2 separate regions of the Mus musculus genome follow, and region 2 is linked to region 1. The links are chromatin contacts, called in public Hi-C maps. All regions are on one chromosome and are shown on one strand. Each heading gives the region's core, a stretch centred on a gene start, on an enhancer-like site or on the middle of the called end of the contact. The rest is flanking DNA. Distances are from core to core; before and after follow the strand shown. Region 1 has its middle 53 kb from the start of Pinc. Region 2 has its middle 65 kb from the start of C530043A13Rik.

Region 1 (3,063 bases), core at 291-2,790:
GGACCTGGTGCAGACCTGCGCAGGCTCTGTGCTTGCTACTTCAGTCTCTGAGGGTCCATAGGAGATTTGATCAGTTGTGTTAAAGGGTGTTGTCCTCCTGATGTCCTCTGTTCCTTCTATCCTCATCATCTTCTGCAAACCCTTTTGCAGGGTTACCTGAGCTCCATCAAGGATTGATGGAGACAACTCGTTTAGAGCTGCATGTTCAAACTGTCTGTCTGTTTGCCTGTCTGTCTTTATGTATTATCTTGCTGGGGTCTCTGCTGCAGGAGGAAGCCCCTCTGATGGTGGCTGAATAAGACACCTGAGTAAGACACTGAGTCTAGCAGAATATCATTAGGAGTCACAAAATTCTATTCTTTATATATTACCCAGCCATATTTTGTTACAGTGTTACCAGATCGACTAAGGTGGCCCCATACATGCACTTTGTCACAAAGTGATTGATGATAAAGCAAAATCCTTGCCTCCATCTCAGTTTGTTTGAGAACAATATCTGGCTGCCTTCTTAAGTTATAGAAAAGATAAATATTAAGATACATTTATCCTCAAACAACTCACCAAGAACTATTATCATAATTTTTTGACCTTAGTCATTGATAATGTCATGATATTCTTCTTACCTACTCTCTCTCTCTCTCTCTCTCTCTCTCTCTCTCTCTCTCTCTCTCTCCTCTCTCTCTCTCCCTTACTACCTCCCTCCCTCCCCACCTCAACCATAAGAAAATCAGTCAACTTGATGTTGCTTGACCACAGCTAGATAAACAGATAGGATGCATAGGGCCCACACAGCACAAGTCACCGGACAGGCTCAGCAGCTCCTGTTTTCCAATGGCATTTGCCCTGACAGTCTCACCCCCACCCACTGGGCCCCTGACTTGCTTAAGAACCAGTAAATATCAGACTAAGAGATCTCAAGATTCCTACCAGACCAATTCTCTTCCTTTTAGGGATAGGAAAGCTGAGGCTCTGAGCTAAGCCGAGCTAAGGCAGCCTGTCAGAGTCTCAAGGCTGCACAGTTCACACAGGCTAGTTAGATCTACCACTTGTCTATCTCCCTGGAGGACTCGGCCAGGCACCCAGACTTCTCCAGACCATTTTGGAAGCTAGAACCATTTGGACAACAATCCTCATTTAGTAATCAAGTTTCCTTGGAATAGAAATTTGGGAGATACTGAAGCAGGCGGGATGATCAAGGGATCCGTGGACAAATAATAATCCCAACAGACAGGATACTGTGACCCGGCTGTGCTCCCAAAAGCTCAAGTCATGCTGGGTGTTTTGCTTTGTTGTTCCTTGTTAACTTAAACCCTTCATTGTGTCTCTATTTCTTGTTGTGTGGGAAAGAGGAAGATCTGGAAAGGCACAGGAGATATTTTATTGGTTAGAAATTGGCAAGACCTCATATTCCAGCTTCATCGGTATGCCGAGTCACTGGTGGAGTTGAGTCTTTGCCTCTTGGCTCCTCCTGGGCTCTGTAAATTCACGCTTTTTAAATTTTACACAGCAGTTTACGGGCTGTGAAGAGGGGAAACCGGGGGATCTGTCGTCAGGGGCTGCACTGAGCAATGAGAATCTTCTCCGTACTTCTTTTCTTTCCTCGCAGTATGAGTCTTGTAAATGATGATTCAGACTCCCTGGGGGAGAGGGAAAGGGGGACTTGGGGGTAAGGCATGAAAGAGCATAAAGGTTGTGAAGAGACCTTCTGGAAATCTGAGACACTGTCTGTCTCTAATCAGCTTGGTTATTTGGGGGGCAAGACAATGTTCTGTTGCTAATCCTCCCTGCCTGTCAAGTGAGAAGGAGGGAATGTATGGTCCTGTGATTTTAGGTGGCATTTCTCAATATGGTTTATGAGTGCATATTCTGAGGGGAGTATTTAAGAGACATGTGGAAGGCTCTAAAGAACTCAAGACTATAAAATGTTCAATGCTCTCCAGCTTCCCGAGAGCATCACGACCTACATAGAGCATCCACACAGCAGCCAGATGGTCACTTAGAGACAGTAAGTGACAGATCTGCCCTGACATAAGAAGCTTCCAAAAAAGCTAACCTTGAGAAAAAAAATGTTATTTGTAGAAAAGTCGAATGAAAAACCAGATAAACTGGTAAAACTTTATTGATAGAAGGAAGATGGAAAAAGATAAATAGAGCAGACATTTTATGAGTTTACTGCCTCTATTAACACAGCTGGGCCAGAATGGAAGGCGATAACATTGAGAAATTCGTCATCATCAACAGCTCTTTGTGAAAATTTAATAAAATCTCATTGGACGTCAGTCATCTTTGAAGCACTTTCTGATTATTACCTTACATATTCTCTTGTGAAATGAAACTATGTTGCCTGTCTCTTATGGGTAAGGAGAATGGGAGGACCCACACAGCCTGCATCCCATGTGCAACAATACCCAAGGGATGAAGCATCTTTTGCAAAGACCTAAGCTCGGCCCCTACCGATCAGAAACTCTCAGAGGACCTTGGGGCCTGCTCTGACTTTCCATTTTGAAATTTTTCTTTGTGATTAATATGCACTGTATGTGCTGACTAATGGGATTCATTGTCATATTTAGTACATGAAGACCACAAGCTCTAATCAAACCCAGCTTCCCTTCCCAGCTTCTAAGAATCACCAATCAGCACTGAAGCCCTGGTTTGTTTCCTGCCTTCCGAAGCAGAAGTGAACTAATGATATCATCTGGAAGCATAAGTGAACTAATGATATCATCTGGAAGCATAAGTGAACTAATGATATCATCTGGAAGCTCCCAGCAGAAAGAAAGGACAAAGGTGGCTTTTAGGGTAGAAAAGAAAAATTAGATCTGTTCCCAAAATGCTTTATGGCCAATCTTGAGCTCACTGAGCCTCTGACTAGTCTTTTAATACAATGTCCTTGTCTGACTTAAGAGAGACTTCTGGAAGAGACTCAGCCTTTTCACCGAATCCTCCACCTCTATTCTAGCCTCCCCTAGCTCTGACCTCTCTGGAACTGGAGAGGTACTTGAGTTCTTTGCAGGTGGTAGAACAAGAGGAAGGGTGACCTCATGGGAGAAGGCTTGGGGTCAG
Region 2 (2,881 bases), core at 140-2,639, 130 kb after region 1:
TTATGTTCTGTCTCTTTCTAGGGGTGGTGATGTGTTTACTTTACTATGGTTACTTTGCAATAAGAGACCTAGTATTTATCCTGATACACTCAGTAACTAAACTGCATTCTCTCTGCCTGTTGAACTGTCGACTCCGGCCTTGAGCACACATTGCATATAAAAGATGTTTGTGGGTTTCCTAGGTGTTTTTAATCCACAAGCAAAATGGATCTGGGTCATTTATCCCAGAAAATTTTCTTAAGGGGAGACTCTTTATGAAAATCAAGTGAGGGTGAAAGTCTCCATTCCCTGCCGCCGTCCGTTGCTCATCTTCTGTATTTACTGCCTCTCTGGTTTGCATTAGCGTGCTGACAAGCAGAGCTGTAGACATTTTCACCCACACTCCAACTGCTGCCCTGACTTCAGTTCCAAGTTATGAAACCCAATCTAAACCTTAGAGAGGCGGCTTCAAGCTGGAACTTTAAATCTCAGTTTATAGAGTCCCCCAGGATGATTCCAGGAACCGAGTTGGGAAGGTCCTGGGAATTAGAAACCAAACTACCACCCCCTTCTTCCCCAAGAAGGCTCTGAGGACATCAGAAATGAAACTCATAAAAGACCATTTTCATGATGCCCCAACTGAAAAGAATAGCAAGGGAACATATCTCCCATCTCCCGCCTGGAAACTGTTTATAACAAATCCCAGACTCAATGAGGTGCCTTATTCTTCAAGGTTACTTGGAGGGTATTTTGCAATTCTCCTTGGTCACCTGTTTCAAAATATAAGAGCCGAAAGCCAGGAAAATCTTCCTCATTTTCAAACACAAGTTCTTTCCTCAATCCAGAACATTTGGGTAATTAAAGTGTAACATTTCAGTCCTGGAAGAGGTTCTAAATACCATTTCGTCTGGAGGTCACCGCTAGTGACCCGGAGATTGAGACATATTTTACCAGGGCCATAGAAAGTTTAGTTCTCAGTGTTTTTTGTTTTGTTTTGTTTTTTTTTTATTAGTTGCTAATACCTAAATATCGAAACAGTTTCTTCTTTTAAAAATCGCATATGGCTGATATCTCTAGAGAACTTGCAAGACCTGGAACCAGAATGATCCTCCTTCTGGCAGCCATGAACAGACTTGAGGGCTCTTCAGATTGGAAGGAAAACAATTAACTCCCCATTTACCATGGAGCAGAGCAGGGCAGCTGATGCGATTGACCCTAAATGACTAGGTGCTCTTGGCAGGCATAGTTGAAATCCCTGGTTTTGAATCGGAAAGTGGCCTGAAATGACCAGCGCACCCTCAGCATGCCTCCTGACCTAGGAGGAACACTTCTTCAGTCCTCTCTGTGCTGACCGGGGGACGCTGGAGAAGAAAATAACACAAAGCAGGGAGGAGACGTCAGAAAAGCCAAAGCCTACGATTGATTGCCATGGTCTCACAGTTCCTGGTCGTCCCTGGGTCAGCTCAGCAGGATATTTATAGAACTGTCTGCTATGAGATGTGAAGGAAGATAATTGGGGAAGATAATTGACTGATCCAGGACCCAGGAAAGTTTCCAGGCCAAGGTTTTTAAGACCCAGAATCATTTTTTTTTTTTTTTTATGGCAAGAAGGGAACGCATGTGTGCCTGGATGCGTGTAGTTTGTTTCTGGACTGGTTTCAATGCTTTTCCTCTAGAACAAGGTGAATAAGGGTGGCATACCTGTTTATAGCTATGGAGGGAAGCCCAGAGAACATGAAGAAGGGACTCACAGGAAATATGAAGGGAATATAGGAGAGAGAATTTTGCCTATCAAGAAAATAAAACACAAAGTTTGCAAAATGGATGATTATAAGAGGCAATTCAAATCAAAGGTCATTTTGTTGTTTTTTTGTTTTTTAAAAAAGGCAAGTTTATTTCTCAAGAAATGGTTAAAGTTCATTGGTATTAGTATACAGAAATGATTTAATTCTTTGAGTCTCTAAAAAATGATTGACTGGCAGGAAAAGTACCAATTCTGTGATAATCACGACTTGCCAAGCTAGGAGCAAGCCATAAGGTGAACCTGAGGGTAACACTTACAACACTGAATACTTGATCTCTGAGGCCAGAGCAGGCTGCCACAGGCTGGAAAGGATGTGGCGCCAGCAGTTGACACAAGTGCCACTTGGTCCTGACAAGAACAGAACAACCCTTTGAGAATTATCAACCTAGAACCCATAGGTCTGAAAGCACACAGTGGTATATTTATTATGCACCCATTTTTGTTTGAATGCCAGAAAGTCTTCTAACATAGAGTGTTTCTTTTCTCTGATGGTGAAGAAATTTCTAACTATATTAGAAAATGTATGGGGCAGAGAATATATGCTAAGGTAATTATTTATTAATATTAAAAAACATTCTTATTACATCTGTGCCCTACCCCTTTGCAAACTTGTATTTAATGTTAGCAAACTGAGTGGGTATGAAAGCTGTCCATGTAAAGCAATCCTTTTCAAGAATCATGGCATATTTTTTAAAGTTTTGATGTTTAAAGGGCTTCAAAATGTACAACAAAAATGAAATTAAAAAAAATAAAGTCTTGCAACCCTATAGGAGGAACAACAATATGAACTAACCACTACCCCCAGAGCTCGTGTCTCTAGCTGCATATGTAGCAGAAGATGGCCTAGTTGTCCATCGTTGGGAGGAGAAGCTCTTGGTCTTGAGTAGATTATATGCCCCAGTACAGGGGAATGCCAGGGCCAGGAAGTGGGAAGGGTTAGGTTGGAGAGCAGGATGGGGGAGGATATAGAGGACTTTCAGGATAGCATTTGAAATGTAAATGAAGAAAATATCTAATTTAAAAAGTCTTTTAAAAAGATTGGTAAAATTATCTATATCAAAATAAATATCAAATATATAGAACAAAAATACTAAAATA

Evidence for each region. Hi-C and Micro-C count contacts between places; a contact is called where the count stands out from the background.
Region 2: a Hi-C map of uterus shows a contact between it and region 1, with 5 times the contacts expected there. The contact joins two enhancer-like sites. A contact is called at or near these places in 3 of 484 Hi-C or Micro-C datasets (the N1E-115 cell line, nephron progenitors and uterus) and 1 of 9 other capture datasets (embryonic stem cells).

What each region holds. Positions count from the first base shown.
Region 1 is chr1:73,458,836-73,461,898 of GRCm38.p6, forward strand. No RefSeq gene overlaps it. Among named protein-coding and RNA genes, the nearest start is that of Pinc, 53 kb to the left of the region's middle. Within about 2 kb of position 1,541, at least 7 of the 459 cell types and tissues checked have an H3K27ac peak or open chromatin away from gene starts, as enhancers often do. A contact at or near this core is called in uterus, where this site is marked.
Region 2 is chr1:73,593,807-73,596,687 of GRCm38.p6, forward strand. No RefSeq gene overlaps it. Among named protein-coding and RNA genes, the nearest start is that of C530043A13Rik, 65 kb to the left of the region's middle. Within about 2 kb of position 1,390, at least 7 of the 459 cell types and tissues checked have an H3K27ac peak or open chromatin away from gene starts, as enhancers often do. A contact at or near this core is called in uterus, where this site is marked.